Linked DNA regions of Sus scrofa: regions 1 and 2 are each linked to region 3. A link is a contact called in public Hi-C data. All regions are on one chromosome and are shown on one strand. Each heading gives the region's core, a stretch centred on a gene start, on an enhancer-like site or on the middle of the called end of the contact. The rest is flanking DNA. Distances are from core to core; before and after follow the strand shown.

Region 1 (3,951 bases), core at 706-3,205, 36 kb after region 3:
AAAGAAAAAAAGATCTATAATCCACTCCCAAATGTTAATGGGGATTATTCTCTCTAGATGGGATTATGATTTCATATCTTCTGGGGGAGGAATTTGTTCTGGTTAAATTCATGTACTAGTTTTCCTGCAGTTGACATACACTGTACTGCTTTCATAATATGAAAATCCACTTTGACAAAAGTGTGCTCTCTCCTATAAAGGAAACACCTTCCAGCCTTTATAAATTGGGGTAAAACCCCCGAGCTAAGGTGACATCTGTGAAGTGCTGGCCCTAGGGTGGCTGGAAACTCCTACAGCACAGCATCACACCCTTGAGGTTTGGGGATAACCCTGCACGGACTACCCCTTCTGATCCCAGCGCCCTCATTTCCCACTCCCCCTGCCTTCCACCCTGTGGTTGGTGGAAGCGGGGTGGACTCCACCCCCATACTGGGCACATGACTTGGCCCTCACTAATCAGGACAACCTGCCCCTCTGGTGGCAGAACTAGTGCAGGGACCCACAGAGGGATTTTCAGGAACTCAGGGAAAAGGCTCTCTCTTCTGGGATTCCAAGCTAAGTGGATGTAAGTCTGAGGCTGTCCCATGGAGGGTGGGAGAGACTGGCCACCTGGGGAAAGTCTTGAGAATAAAACCAACATGGAGGAAATATGGAGGAGAGATGAAAGGAGACCAGTTCTTAATATTGCTGTTAGAGCACCTGGATCCAGCTGTACCTAAAAGCCACTTTCTGTTATATGAGCCAATGAATTCCCTCCTTTGCTTAGGTGACTGCCTGGTTCTGAACTCCCTGTGCTGAGCCCAGGTCAGCAGGTATCCTCACACAGGGATCTTAATCCCTGCACCCCTCAATGCCTCATCTCCACCCTCCCTTTTAAATGATTATGGCTGCTCAGTGGAGTCTGCATGAAGAGGGAGCAACTAGTCCCTCTGTCCCTACAGCTTAGTTGGCTTCCCTTATTCCTGTTGTTCAGAGAATTCGGAGGCTCTGGAAGCCAACTGCCTGATTTTAATCCTTGATCCACCAGTTCCCAGCTATGTGACCTGGGGTATGTTTCTGGTCCTTTCTGGCCCTCAATTGCCTCAACTGTGGTGACACCACCTACCTGGTAGAATCCTTGGATTAAGCGACATAATAAGTGATCACTCAGTGAATTTATTATCATCACCTGCTGAACATAAACACATCCCCAAATACTGCTTTTGGATCTCATTACAATCATTTAGCATTAGCTTTATTTTGACCGCCACTGGTTGTTTCTAAGCAGTCTAAAGGAGTGGTCACTTGGGGCTCCCAGGGTTTCTGGGACCCAGTCTAGGACACTTACCACCCTCTAGTCTAACTCTCTGGCTCCAGGTCTGTCTCCATCAGGCTGCACAAGGCAGGTGGAATCTTCCTCTTTTGTCTCAGCACCCAGCACAGAGTATAGCCAGTGCTTGCACTCCAAAAGATTCTGGAATAGACTGAGGTCATTCAGGAAGGCAGCTGGGACCAGGCAGAGTCTAACCACTACCCCTCCCTTGGTTGTCTCATCAACTGGTTTGCAAGCCTGTTCCGGAGGCAGAGAACACCACGGAAGAGGAACCAACCAGGAACACCCTTCTTAGAAACCATGACATTTCTGTCAGGAGCACACTTGTTTTTCATACCAGTCAAGCTGTCAGATTAAAAATGACGGGTCATTTCCTCATTTTTCAGCCCATGTTCATTAGCGACGTTCTGGATTCATTTCATCCAGGAGCACATTGCCAGGAAACAAAACCACTGGGGGAGGAGGAGGAGAGCGAGGATTTAAGGATAAGAAAAAAGAGAATATTTTACACTGAGCTAATTCTACCCATTGACTTTGGGGGGCGGATGGACTGGGAAAGATGGCCAGTGTGCCCTGGCCTGCTCTGTCCCACTGTCGACACTTTGCCATGTGAGAAGCTCTCCTCCAAACCGGGTCCTGACTCAACAACCTCGGCACCCCCTTCTTGGCCTGAGCCATTTCCTCAAATAAAGCCCCAGCGAGAAAGGGGAACGGATGCAGTGTTCATCAGGGTCACAGCATGAGCTCCTGGCCTGAGCTTTGTCCTTAAATCTTCCCAGTGCTCCTAAGAGGTCGGGGCTGTTGGCTGTTCTGTGCTCCAGATGAGCAAATCACGGAGGCGCGATCCTTGCCCAGGACATACAGGCAAGGAAGAGTGCTGTTGACCCAAAGGCCCCACTTGTGACCACCATGCACTGTGGTCCATTGAAAACACTGACCAACACCACAGGCCCTTTTGGGGATTGGGGGGGTAGGGTGGTTAACACCCACCTCCCCTCAGCCCAGCCTGCAGCCCTTCATTCCTGACAGCGTGGCTGAGACTCCGGTCTGGTATCTCTTAGATTAGCCCCCAGCTATTTTTATTCTGCCCTTGCTTAGTGGAAGAAACACAATTTGGGCAAACTCACAGGCAGGGCCCCCAGGAGACCACCATTCGCCAAGGAAGAAAACAGAGCTTATTTTACATTTTACTATCTTATTTTTTTGAATCTTTTTTTTCCTTAGAAGCATCTCCAAATTGAGTCACGGTCCCAGATTGCCTCCAGCAAGGCCTTGCTGGCACATAAACGCACCTACACCCACGTGTCCAAAACCCAATTCCTGATCTCCTTCCTCCTTCAGTCACTTAGGCCAACATGTCATAGTTCTTTGCTCTCCATCCTTCAAGAATGATAGCCCTTCCTTCAGGAAACCTTGTCTGGTTGGTTTTCTCTTCAAAATACATTCAGAATATGACTCTCTCTCACCACTATGTAAGTCCTGCCATCAGCCAGGTACAAGCCACCATCACCGCCACCCGGACGGCTGCCAACTGACCTCCTAACTGGTCTCCCTGTTCTGCCTGTGTCCCCTTCACATTGTTATCAACGCATAAATCATATCAAGTCGCTCCTCTGCTCAAAAGTCCCAATGGCTCCCCATGTCCCTCAGAGTACAAGGCCAGTCCTTCCAGGGACCTGCAAGGCCATTCGTGATTTTGTCCTTCACCGTCTCTCTGACCACCTGTGGTCCTTCTCTCTCGATCTTCCCACCCTGCCCCAGCCACACTGGCTCCCTTGCTAGTCCCCAGACATGCCAGTCACACACCAATTCTGGGGTTTATCCCCCATGTAAAGTAATTCTCCAACACCAGCTGGGTATCCAACAATTCAGCTCAATTCTGACACTACCCACTTGAAGGGAGCAGCAGATGCCACAGATGGGGGGCTCAGTCCTCCAAGATGGCCTTGCCCACCCCCCACTTCAGGCTAATTGCAAGTCCAGGCTGTTACCTGTGCTTCTGACCAACAGGCTATAGATGGGAGGTGCCCATGAACCCCTCTTCCTGGGGTTTGACTAATTTGCTAGAGCAGCTCACAGAACTTAGAGAAACATTTTGCTTAGTAGGTCACCAGGTTATTATAAAAGAATATAACTCAGGAACAGCCAGATGGAAGAGATCTACAGGGCAAGGGATGGGGAAAAAGGGCGGAGCTTCTGTGTTCTCCCAAAGTGCACCACTCTCCCCAGTCTCCATGTGTTCACCAACCTGGAAGCTCTGAACTCCATCCTTTTGGGGTTTTATGGAGGCTTCATTAGATCATCGGCCATTGGTGATTGAGCTCAGTCTCCAGTCCCTTTCCTCTCCCTGGAAGTTGAGAGGTAGGACTGTAAGTTCCAACCCTCTAATCACGTGGCTGGTTCCCCTGGCAACCAATTCCCACCCTTAAAGATCTCCAAAAATCAACTCATGGACACAACAAAGGACAACTTTATCACTCCCATTGCAGGAAATTCCAGTGGTTTTACGAGCTCTGTGCTGGAAATCAAATATATTTTATTTATTTAGAAACCAAATATATTTTATTATAAACCACAATCTCACAGATGCTCCCACCTGTGCTCTAGCTGGTCCCTGTGTGGAACCCTCTTCCCTCAGG
Region 2 (4,359 bases), core at 991-3,490, 36 kb before region 3:
CGAATAAATAAATAAACAATGAGGAGTTCCCGTCGTGGTGCAGTGGTTAACGAATCTGACTAGGAACCATGAGGTTGCGGGTTCGATCCCTGGCTTTGCTCAGTGGGTTAAGGATCCGGCGTTGCCGTGAGCTGTGGTGTAGGTCTCAGACGCGGCTCGGATCCCATGTTGCTGTGGCTCTGGCGTAGGCCGGTGGCTACGGCTCCGATTAGACCTCTAGCCTGGGAACCTTCATATGCCTCGAGAGCAGCCCAAGAAAATGGCAAAAAGACAAAAAATAATAATAATAATAAGTTTTCAAGCTAAAAAAAGTAGGTCCATTTCAATCAAAATATTATTTCAATAAATATTTACTTAATAGGTATATATTTATTTTTATACCTTTATTTATACAGGATGTATCTTCCCTGGTTATAGCAAACAATAAGGTTTAGGAAACTCTACAGTAGGGTACTAATTTTTTTCAATGTTTTAATACATACCTGGGAAAGATAATTCACTGCCACCCTTGAGATCCCCACCCTAAGGGACGGGCCTCGGCAGAGAAACACAGACAGAGGCAGAGCCCCACAAGAGGCATTCGGGGGGCCACTCTGCATGTACTGTTTTCCTGGTAAATCCCAGGAGTGCAGAATTCCACCAGGCTTTATCGGGAGCCTCTTCCTTCCTGCTCTGAAAGCGCCCAAGGTGGGCAGCCACGGCCCAGCACTGTCCCCTCTCACCCAGCAGAGGGCGCGAGTGGGCAAGCAACCTGCCCCGGCGTTGGAAGACGCCCCCTCGGCACGCACCTGGCTGGGCTGTGAGCACGTCTCACTTGCTAAATGACCGACTGCACTTTTAAGTCGCTTGCAAAGTCACCTAGTCCAATCCTAGTGATAGAGAACATACTTTTGAAAAAGCTCTCCCTTTCCTGAAAGAAGAGCTGCTCAGCCAGGATCTCCCCACCTCCTCCAAGGCGAAAGGGGCGGAAAGTGGGGCAGAAACAAAGAGGGACCCAGGCTAAACCGAGCAGGGCTTTTTAATCCTTCTGCACTTATGTTTTGGACTCGAGGGCACTTGGCGCTTTTCCAGGCAGCCTAAAACGAGGGCTCTTCAGCACACCCTACATGCAAGTAGGGAAGGGCTCATGGGTGGGAGTGGAACAGGGGTGGGGGGCAGGCAAGCGGCTTCCTAGACTCGGAGACTTCAGGGGATTAGGACAGTGACAGGACAGGCGTCTTCTGCAGGGAACGCTGCCAGCCCCCGGGCCCTCCTGCCCCCGCCTCTCCCGAGCCTGGGTCCAGCCTTTGCCAGTGACCCCTGAGCTCAGCCCCTCTGTGCGTCTCAGTTGATGTCTCTGGCCGTTTGGGGAAGGGGAGGGGGCAGAGGGCTTGGCAGGTCTGGCCCCACCAACTGCCACCTTGCCGGGTGTGAGCAGAACAGCAGGTGGGTCCAAAAGGAAGGCACAGTTTGCCTATGTTGGCATCTGGCAGCATCACGCTGCAGCTTCCATGATATAAATACAGGGAGCGAAAATAGCTAATCCCAGATAACAGCAGTGTAATCACCCAGCGCCCGGCCTGGAATCCCAGAGAATTTGGAGGGAGCAGCTGCGGGGGCTGCCCCCTTCGGCAGCCCACTGCCCCTGGGTGGCCCGGGCTGAGAGAAAGCCAGCACAAAGCAGGGGAGTGGGGAGCAACTGGAGGACAGAGCCCTGATGAAAACACCTCTAATCACCACTCTGCCTAGGAAGGATGGTTTTTCTGGAAACACCATGAGAATTCTGAGCTGCAGCAGTGTGAACCTGGTCTCCCAGTCTTAATTGAGACGTGATGATAAACGTGGAATCATCTAGGTTGTTTGTTTGTTCGCTTTTTTTATCTTCTGGGTATTATTATCATCACTGGTGTCCTTCTGGTCCTCCAGTCTGGGAGGTCAGGGCCTCTCCCATGTTCCTCCCACCTTCAGGTCCTGGGCACAGTCTGGTGTGTGTCCACCATCCCCAGACTCTTGCACTCAGATCGGACACACCGGCAGCACTGCGTGGTTACCACTGAGGTTCCCAACAATGTAGGCACAGCTCCTGCGGAGACAACCAGTCATCTGGGAGAAGCTGGTGGGCTTGCCGTCATTAGCCATCCTGTTCAAACAGCACATTTCATTAGGGCTGCTGGAGATGGTGCAAAGAGCTCAGGCCCCTCCCTGCCCTGTCCAGTGCGCTCCCTGATACTCTGCTTGACGGACACGCCATCCCCAGCTAGTCACATCTGTCCTCACACACTCTGTGATTCGTCCTATTGTCCCTGCTTCTGAAGGGCCCTGGACACTCATCCCTTCTGCCTGTCAGGAGGTGGTCCCTCGCTCAGACGCCACTGCAGACAGAGCCCGGCGGCCCTGGAGTTGACTCGGGCTGGACCGCTGTGGATGGACGCTGATCAGGTGAGGCCACAGTGGGGCTCAGAAGCAATGGTGGGGGCTGGACCTCAGAAATACGTCCTGGGGGAGCACCCAAGAAATTCGATCCTACTAGTGTTCCCACTGTGGCTCAGCGGGTTATGAACCTGACTAGTATCCGTGAGGACGTGGATTCGATTCAATCCCTGGCCTCGCTCAGTGGGTTAAGGATCCGGCGTTGTGGTGACCTGCAGTGTGGGTCACAGACTCCGATTAGATCTGGCGTTGCTGTGGCTGTGAGGTAGGCTGGCACCTGCAGCTCCGATTCAGCCCCTAGCCCGGGAATTTCCATATGCCTCAAGTGTGGCCCTAACAAGCAAAAAGAAAAAATGGGAAAAAAAAAGGACATTTGATCCCCGGTGGGAGCATCATTACCACTCTGTCTATCCAGGAAGAGGGAAGAGGAAGAGTCCAGAGCAAACCAGCAGGAATGGGGAATGGAAGCATTTGTCATCTCGGCACAATCCAGGGGAGGCAGTGAACAAGACCCCTGCTGACTGGAGAACCCAACGAATTAGGAACAATATTATTTTATTTTATTTTATTTTTAATTTTTAATTTTTTGCTTTTTAGGGCTGCACTCGCGGCATATGGAGGTTCCCAGGCTAGGGGTCGAATTGGAGCTACAGCTGCCGGCCTACCCCACGGCCATAGCAACGCAGGATCTGAGCCACGTCTGCGACCTACACCACAGCTCGTGGCAACGCCCGATCCTTAACCCACTGAGTAAGGCCAGGGATCGAACCCACAACCTCATGGTTCCTAGTCGGATTCATTTCTGCTGCACCCTGAGGGGAACTCCTGAGCAATGCTATTTTAGTTTGGAGTCTCATGTCACTTTGTCACACAGGCCTCCGTACAGTCACTGCAGAAGGGAGTCACTGTGCTCCCTCTCCCTCAGACGACCACGAAGACCAGCCACAAACAGCCCAGTGAAGAGCAAACCCTGAGCTGTACAAGTCTCTGACCCCCCGGCTGCAAGGTGTGTCCACCTCAGAGCCTACCCCTCCCCTGGGCCTCCGGGAGATGGAGACCCCTCCAAAGAAGGGTCTGTGAACCTGCAAGACCCCCTGGGCCACCACAGGAAGCTCAGCCACCAAGATTAAATTTGAAGAGTATTTGATGACATGGGAAAATGCTTACAATTTTATACTAAGTGGAAAAAATATATGTTCTGTGATCTCAATTATGTAAAATCTACATGTAGAAATAATGGAGCCACACAACAAAGTATCTCCCATGTTTTCCGTTGCTTAGGAAGACTGTATCTTTTTTCTTCTTTTGCATGAACTCATCATGCTAGGAGTGCTCTCCAATGTCCCTCATCTTTAAGAAGAATCAGGAGTTCCCGTGTGGCCCAGCGGGTTACATATCCAGCGTTGTCACTGCAGTGGCTCAGGTGCTCAGGTGGCATGGGTTTGATCCCTGGCCAGGGAACTTCTGCATGCCATGGGTTTGGGCAAAAAAAAAAAAAGAGTTGCTGTTCAAGAGGAAGCATTAGGCCTGACAGTCACCTGTGCATTGAAGAAGCCCATGATGTCTTGGATGTGACTGCTTTGATTGATGGCTGAAAAAAGTTTTCAAGTTAAAAAATATAAAAGAATCAAATATTAAGTTAAAATGCTAAAAAATATGAAGTATTTAATACTACTTAACTTTAATAAGTACTTTATATTTAACTTAATATTTTAAATTTATATTTTGATAGTTTAATATTAAATATTTTAACATTTAACTTAATTTAAATATTAAGTTAAAGTACTAAATAAAAATAATATTTTGCCTAGTTATGGCCAACGACTGATGCTTAAGAAGCTCTACATTAGTGTATTCACTTTTTTAAAGAAAAACAACTTTAAAAATACATACTTGTGGCTTCGTGAGGGAGGGGCGGTAATCCACTTCCACTCTTAAGATTCCTGCCCC
Region 3 (4,554 bases), core at 380-2,879:
CTACGAGTGCAGATCTGATGCGTGGCTGGAAAGGTTCCAACGCTAGGCCTGTGCCTGACTCCACTGGAACCCCTCCCAGTGGCCCTCACCGGTGGTTCACTGTCCGGCTTGAGCACCCTAAGGTTTACGTTCTGGATCTGTTTTGTGCATTTCCTGGGCGCCTTAAGCGCACATTCTGGAGTCTACGGTCCAGAGGGGGCTGTATCCTTAGCTTACTTTTAGCCCTGGGTGCCTCTCTTCTAATCCAGACACTTCGTGCCTAGTCCCCAAATGGCCCTCCACAGGGAGCCCACCCCTACACCGCCTCCATTCTCAGAAAGTTGGTGTGCTCCACCCAGAATTCCCAGCAAAAGCTTGGTTCCCGGGAAATTGACGCTTTTATGCCTGCCTTCCCCAGAGATACCGTAAGGCTGTGACCTTAACCTGGGGCCATTCTGTCTGCCGGGATTCTCTCTGAAATTGTACACAAACTAGAGTGCAAAATACAAAATACAGTGTTCTGGGGCTTTCATCGGATCTCCCAAGGGACCCAGAGGGATGCGGCAGGCCAGCACAGGATCTGGTGAGGTGGCTTGCCCTCCCCCAAAACTGACAGATTTGTCTGATGGACGATCCCAACTTACTGACCCTGGGCTAAAAATGAACACCCAGCCTCTCCCCACCATGTGCCTGGCTCCGATGCCTGGTAGCCCCTCCCAGAGCTAACTTAGAGAATTCTGACTGCTCTGGGCTTGGAGGAGCCCCACCTGCCTGAGACCTAAACCTGAGCTGGGGTGTGAGGCCCTGGTGCTGACAAAGGCCTAGAGGCCTTGCTGCCAGGCAGGGCACAGAGGGATGCAAAAAACGACAGGTCCTCAAGAACAGGAGACTTGAGGTCGCTGGGAGCTAGGACGCCCTAGAAGACAGCTTTGTACTGGAAAGCTGAGTTTCCCAACTGGGATTTTGGATTTGTTTCATTATTAAGGAGAGGGTCACCTCTCTGGGAGGAGACTGGCAGTGACCAGGGACCCCTGGAGCTGTGTATTGCATCACTGGAACTACAGTAGGAGGTAAACCCCCCACCCCACAACCACCTACCTCGCTTTTCAGAGGGACTTACCCAGGAGCCCCCAGGGCTGGCCTCCTGGGGAAGGGGGGGACTACCAGGGCACGACTGGCCTGGTAAGTCAAGCTTCCCGGGATTCCAAAATTTCCAGAATGTCCCCCTCCTGCCATCACCCCAGAGCAAATCCTCTCCCCTAAGCTTCTCTTCTTATTCAGACTCTGCCAAGTCGGATACACCACACCATCAGTAAAAAAGCCTCTACAACTTTTAGAATAACTCCCTCTCCACAGCACCCCAACCAATCCTTTGCTTCCCTGTTTCATTTCACATGCTGAGGAACATTTCTTCAAATCCCAGATTCACCCAACCCGTCCCAAAGCTGGATTCAGAGCATAATCCGGTCCTTTCCTGTGCATGCATCCTGGTAGGGTTTTCAGGCTAATACTATGGACAAATCTCAGGCTGCAGGAGCAAAAGGAGAGCCTTCCAAGCGCGGCCCCTTTAAAAAGCTGAGCGGGATTTTTTTTTTTTTTTTTTTTTTGAGCCGTATGACTATATTAGGTGACACGAAACTGCTCATCGCTCCTGTCAACGAGGCCCCCGGCCCAATGGCAGCCTGAGTCCCCCTCCTCCGGCCTGGTCCCGCCTCTCCTGCCCCTTGCGCCCCGCATTACCTGCCGCCTGGCCACATCCCGAGCTGGAAGGCGGGTGCGCGGGCGCGCAGCGGGCACCATGCAGGGAGGCTGCCAGGGACCGTGGGCAGCGCCGCTCTCTGCCGCCCACCTGGCGCTGTGAGACGCGCGCTGCCACCATGTTCCCCAGCCCCGCGCTCACGCCCACGCCGTTCTCGGTCAAAGACATCTTGAACCTGGAGCAACAGCAGCGCAGCCTGGCCGCCGGGGAGCTCTCCGCGCGCTTGGAGGCCACCCTGGCGCCCGCCTCCTGCATGCTGGCCGCCTTCAAGCCCGAGGCCTACGCGGGGCCGGAGGCCGCAGCGCCCGGCCTCTCCGAGCTGCGCGCCGAGCTGGGCCCCGCGCCCTCACCAGCCAAGTGCGCGCCCTCCTTCTCAGCCGCCCCCGCCTTCTACCCGCGTGCCTATGGCGACCCCGACCCCGCCAAGGACCCTCGAGCCGATAAGAAAGGTGAGGAGGAAACACAAGCTTCTTCTCCTCTCTGGGGTCGTTGTTGTCCTCAAACCCCGGCGGACAAGAAACTCTGGCCTTGGGTAGAGGAGACGCGAGTGCCTGGGCGACCGGTCGAGCAAAGGGGGCTCCGAGTGTGAGAAGCGAGGCTGTCGCCAGGGCCCCCGTGCCCGAGTCCAGTCGGAGGTTTAGAGGAAATGCTGGATCGTGATGATCAGAAACCAGAGACAAAAGAGAAAAAAACAAATTTTTTTTTCGGCCTAACAAAGCCCCAGGCTGCAGCAGCTCTGCTGCTCGATCTGTTAGCGATGTTTGTAATAGACAGAACAGAGGGAGGAAGAGAGAATCTTTTTTGTTAATCTCTTAAGGATCTTTTTGAGCATCTGACAAAAACTGCTAAACAGAAATGTAAATGCTGCACACCAGATGTACTTTCGTGCACAATAGGAGAAGGTCCAGGACTTCTGTAGCTCACCCGTTTCCCAGTGGTCCTGGGGGCCTTTCCTCCTTTGTGCCAGGAGAGTGGAATCTTTGAGAACAGGATCTTGAATTAAAAATGGGATACTCCGGGGCGCTTGGGAACCTGACTTAACAGCTTTATTTTTCCATAACAATTTCCCCACGTGGCCGGGGCCAAGAAGTTCTCTCCTGGATAAAGTTAGAAAATGCCCTGCGACAAAAGGCTTGGGTCGATGGAGCTGACTGGGGAAGGTGGCAGGATCTCTGCGCACATCCCCAGGTCCAGGGGGAGGCTGGCCTGGAGGTGGAAAAGGCGCCTTGGGGAGCTGGCCCCCCGCAGGGTCCTTTCCAACCCGAAAAGGCCAGGGTTCTTTCTGTGAACCAAGATTTGTCTAGTCGCAGAGGAAGGCCCTGGGAACAGCTGCCGGTGGGCACGGTGGCTTGAACTGGTTGCTACCAATTCAAATCTAACTCGAGCACAGTGACAGGCAAGTTCTGAGGCCGCCTGCCCACCTGCTGCTTTTTGGCGGCTGTACAATAACCTGTGGCCGTCGCGGGTGTCTTCCATAGGTCACCAAACCAGCACCTCTTGGCTGTTTCTTCAGTTGTATAATTTTGAGACAATGTGACCGACCCTTAGGTCTTAACTTTTCAGACCCAAGTAGCCCTGATCTAATTCACCTCAATGCATCGTTGGGCTTTATTTTCTTTGCAGCCTGAAGTCTTAAGTCACTGTCCATCTCTCTCACCAGAATGTGAACTGCCCGAGGACAGGGACCTCTCATTTTTGTTCTCCTATGCCTATAGCCCTACCTAGCACATAGTAGGCATTCAACAAATGCTGATTGTCAAGCGGAAATCGAGTAGTCTAGGTGCCCAGTGCACCCGGCGGAGTAAGCCGCACCCAAGCTGGGGTCTGAAGGCAGGTCGGGATGCCACCCACTGGGGCCCATCACCGGGCGGGAGCTCCGAGGGTCGCAGGTCCAGCAGCTCTGACCTAGCTTCTCTCTGCCTCTCTGTTCCCCCCCGCAGAGCTGTGCGCGCTGCAGAAGGCGGTGGAGCTGGAGAAGCCAGAGGCGGACAGCGCCGAGAGACCTCGGGCGCGACGACGAAGGAAGCCGCGCGTGCTCTTTTCGCAGGCACAGGTCTACGAGCTGGAGCGACGCTTCAAGCAGCAGCGGTACCTGTCGGCTCCCGAGCGTGACCAGTTGGCCAGCGTGCTGAAGCTCACGTCCACGCAGGTCAAGATCTGGTTCCAGAACCGGCGCTACAAGTGCAAGCGGCAACGGCAGGACCAGACTCTGGAGCTAGTGGGGCTGCCCCCGCCCCCGCCGCCGCCGGCCCGCAGGATCGCGGTGCCAGTGCTGGTGCGCGATGGCAAGCCTTGCCTCGGGGACTCCGCGCCCTACGCGCCAGCCTACGGCGTGGGCCTCAACGCCTACGGCTATAACGCCTACCCCGCCTACCCGGGTTACGGTGGCGCGGCCTGCAGCCCTGGCTACAGCTGCACCGCTGCGTACCCAGCCGGGCCGCCCCCGGCGCAGTCGGCTACGGCCGCCGCCAATAACAACTTCGTGAACTTCGGCGTCGGGGACTTAAACGCGGTGCAGAGCCCGGGGATTCCGCAGGGCAACTCGGGAGTGTCCACGCTGCACGGTATCCGAGCCTGGTAGGGAAGGGGCCTGTCTGGGGCACCTCTAAAGAGGGGCACTAACTATCGGGGAGAGGGAGGGCTCCCGATACGATCCTGAGTCCCTCAGATGTCACATTGACTCCCACGGAGGCCTCGGAGCTTTTTCCGTCCGGTGCGCCTTTATCCCCACGCGCGGGAGAGTTCGTGGCAGAGGTTACGCAGCTTGGGGTGAGTGATCCCGCAGCCCGGTGCCTTAGCCGTCGCCCCGGGAGTGC

Evidence for each region. Hi-C and Micro-C count contacts between places; a contact is called where the count stands out from the background.
Region 1: a Hi-C map of fetal heart ventricle shows a contact between it and region 3, with 2.0 times the contacts expected there. The contact joins the enhancer-like site here to the promoter of NKX2-5 in region 3. A contact is called at or near these places in 4 of 47 Hi-C or Micro-C datasets (adipocytes, embryonic fibroblasts, fetal heart ventricle and 1 more).
Region 2: a contact with region 3 is called in a Hi-C map of fetal heart ventricle, with 2.8 times the contacts expected there. The contact joins the enhancer-like site here to the promoter of NKX2-5 in region 3. A contact is called at or near these places in 4 of 47 Hi-C or Micro-C datasets (embryonic fibroblasts, fetal heart ventricle, fetal skeletal muscle and 1 more).

The regions. Positions count from the first base shown.
Region 1 is chr16:51,120,161-51,124,111 of Sscrofa11.1, forward strand. No RefSeq gene overlaps it. Among named protein-coding and RNA genes, the nearest start is that of BNIP1, 18 kb to the right of the region's middle. Within about 2 kb of position 1,956, at least 6 of the 83 cell types and tissues checked have an H3K27ac peak or open chromatin away from gene starts, as enhancers often do.
Region 2 is chr16:51,047,536-51,051,894 of Sscrofa11.1, forward strand. LOC110257268 (a long non-coding RNA gene) reads right to left here. Exons shown (of 4, transcript XR_002339663.1): 4 at 392-2,119. Among named protein-coding and RNA genes, the nearest start is that of NKX2-5, 36 kb to the right of the region's middle. Within about 2 kb of position 2,241, at least 4 of the 83 cell types and tissues checked have an H3K27ac peak or open chromatin away from gene starts, as enhancers often do.
Region 3 is chr16:51,084,385-51,088,938 of Sscrofa11.1, forward strand. NKX2-5 (homeobox protein Nkx-2.5) reads left to right here and starts at 1,630. Exons shown (of 2, transcript XM_003134041.2): 1 at 1,630-2,187; 2 at 3,679-4,554. The coding sequence starts at 1,857. The coding sequence ends at 4,319.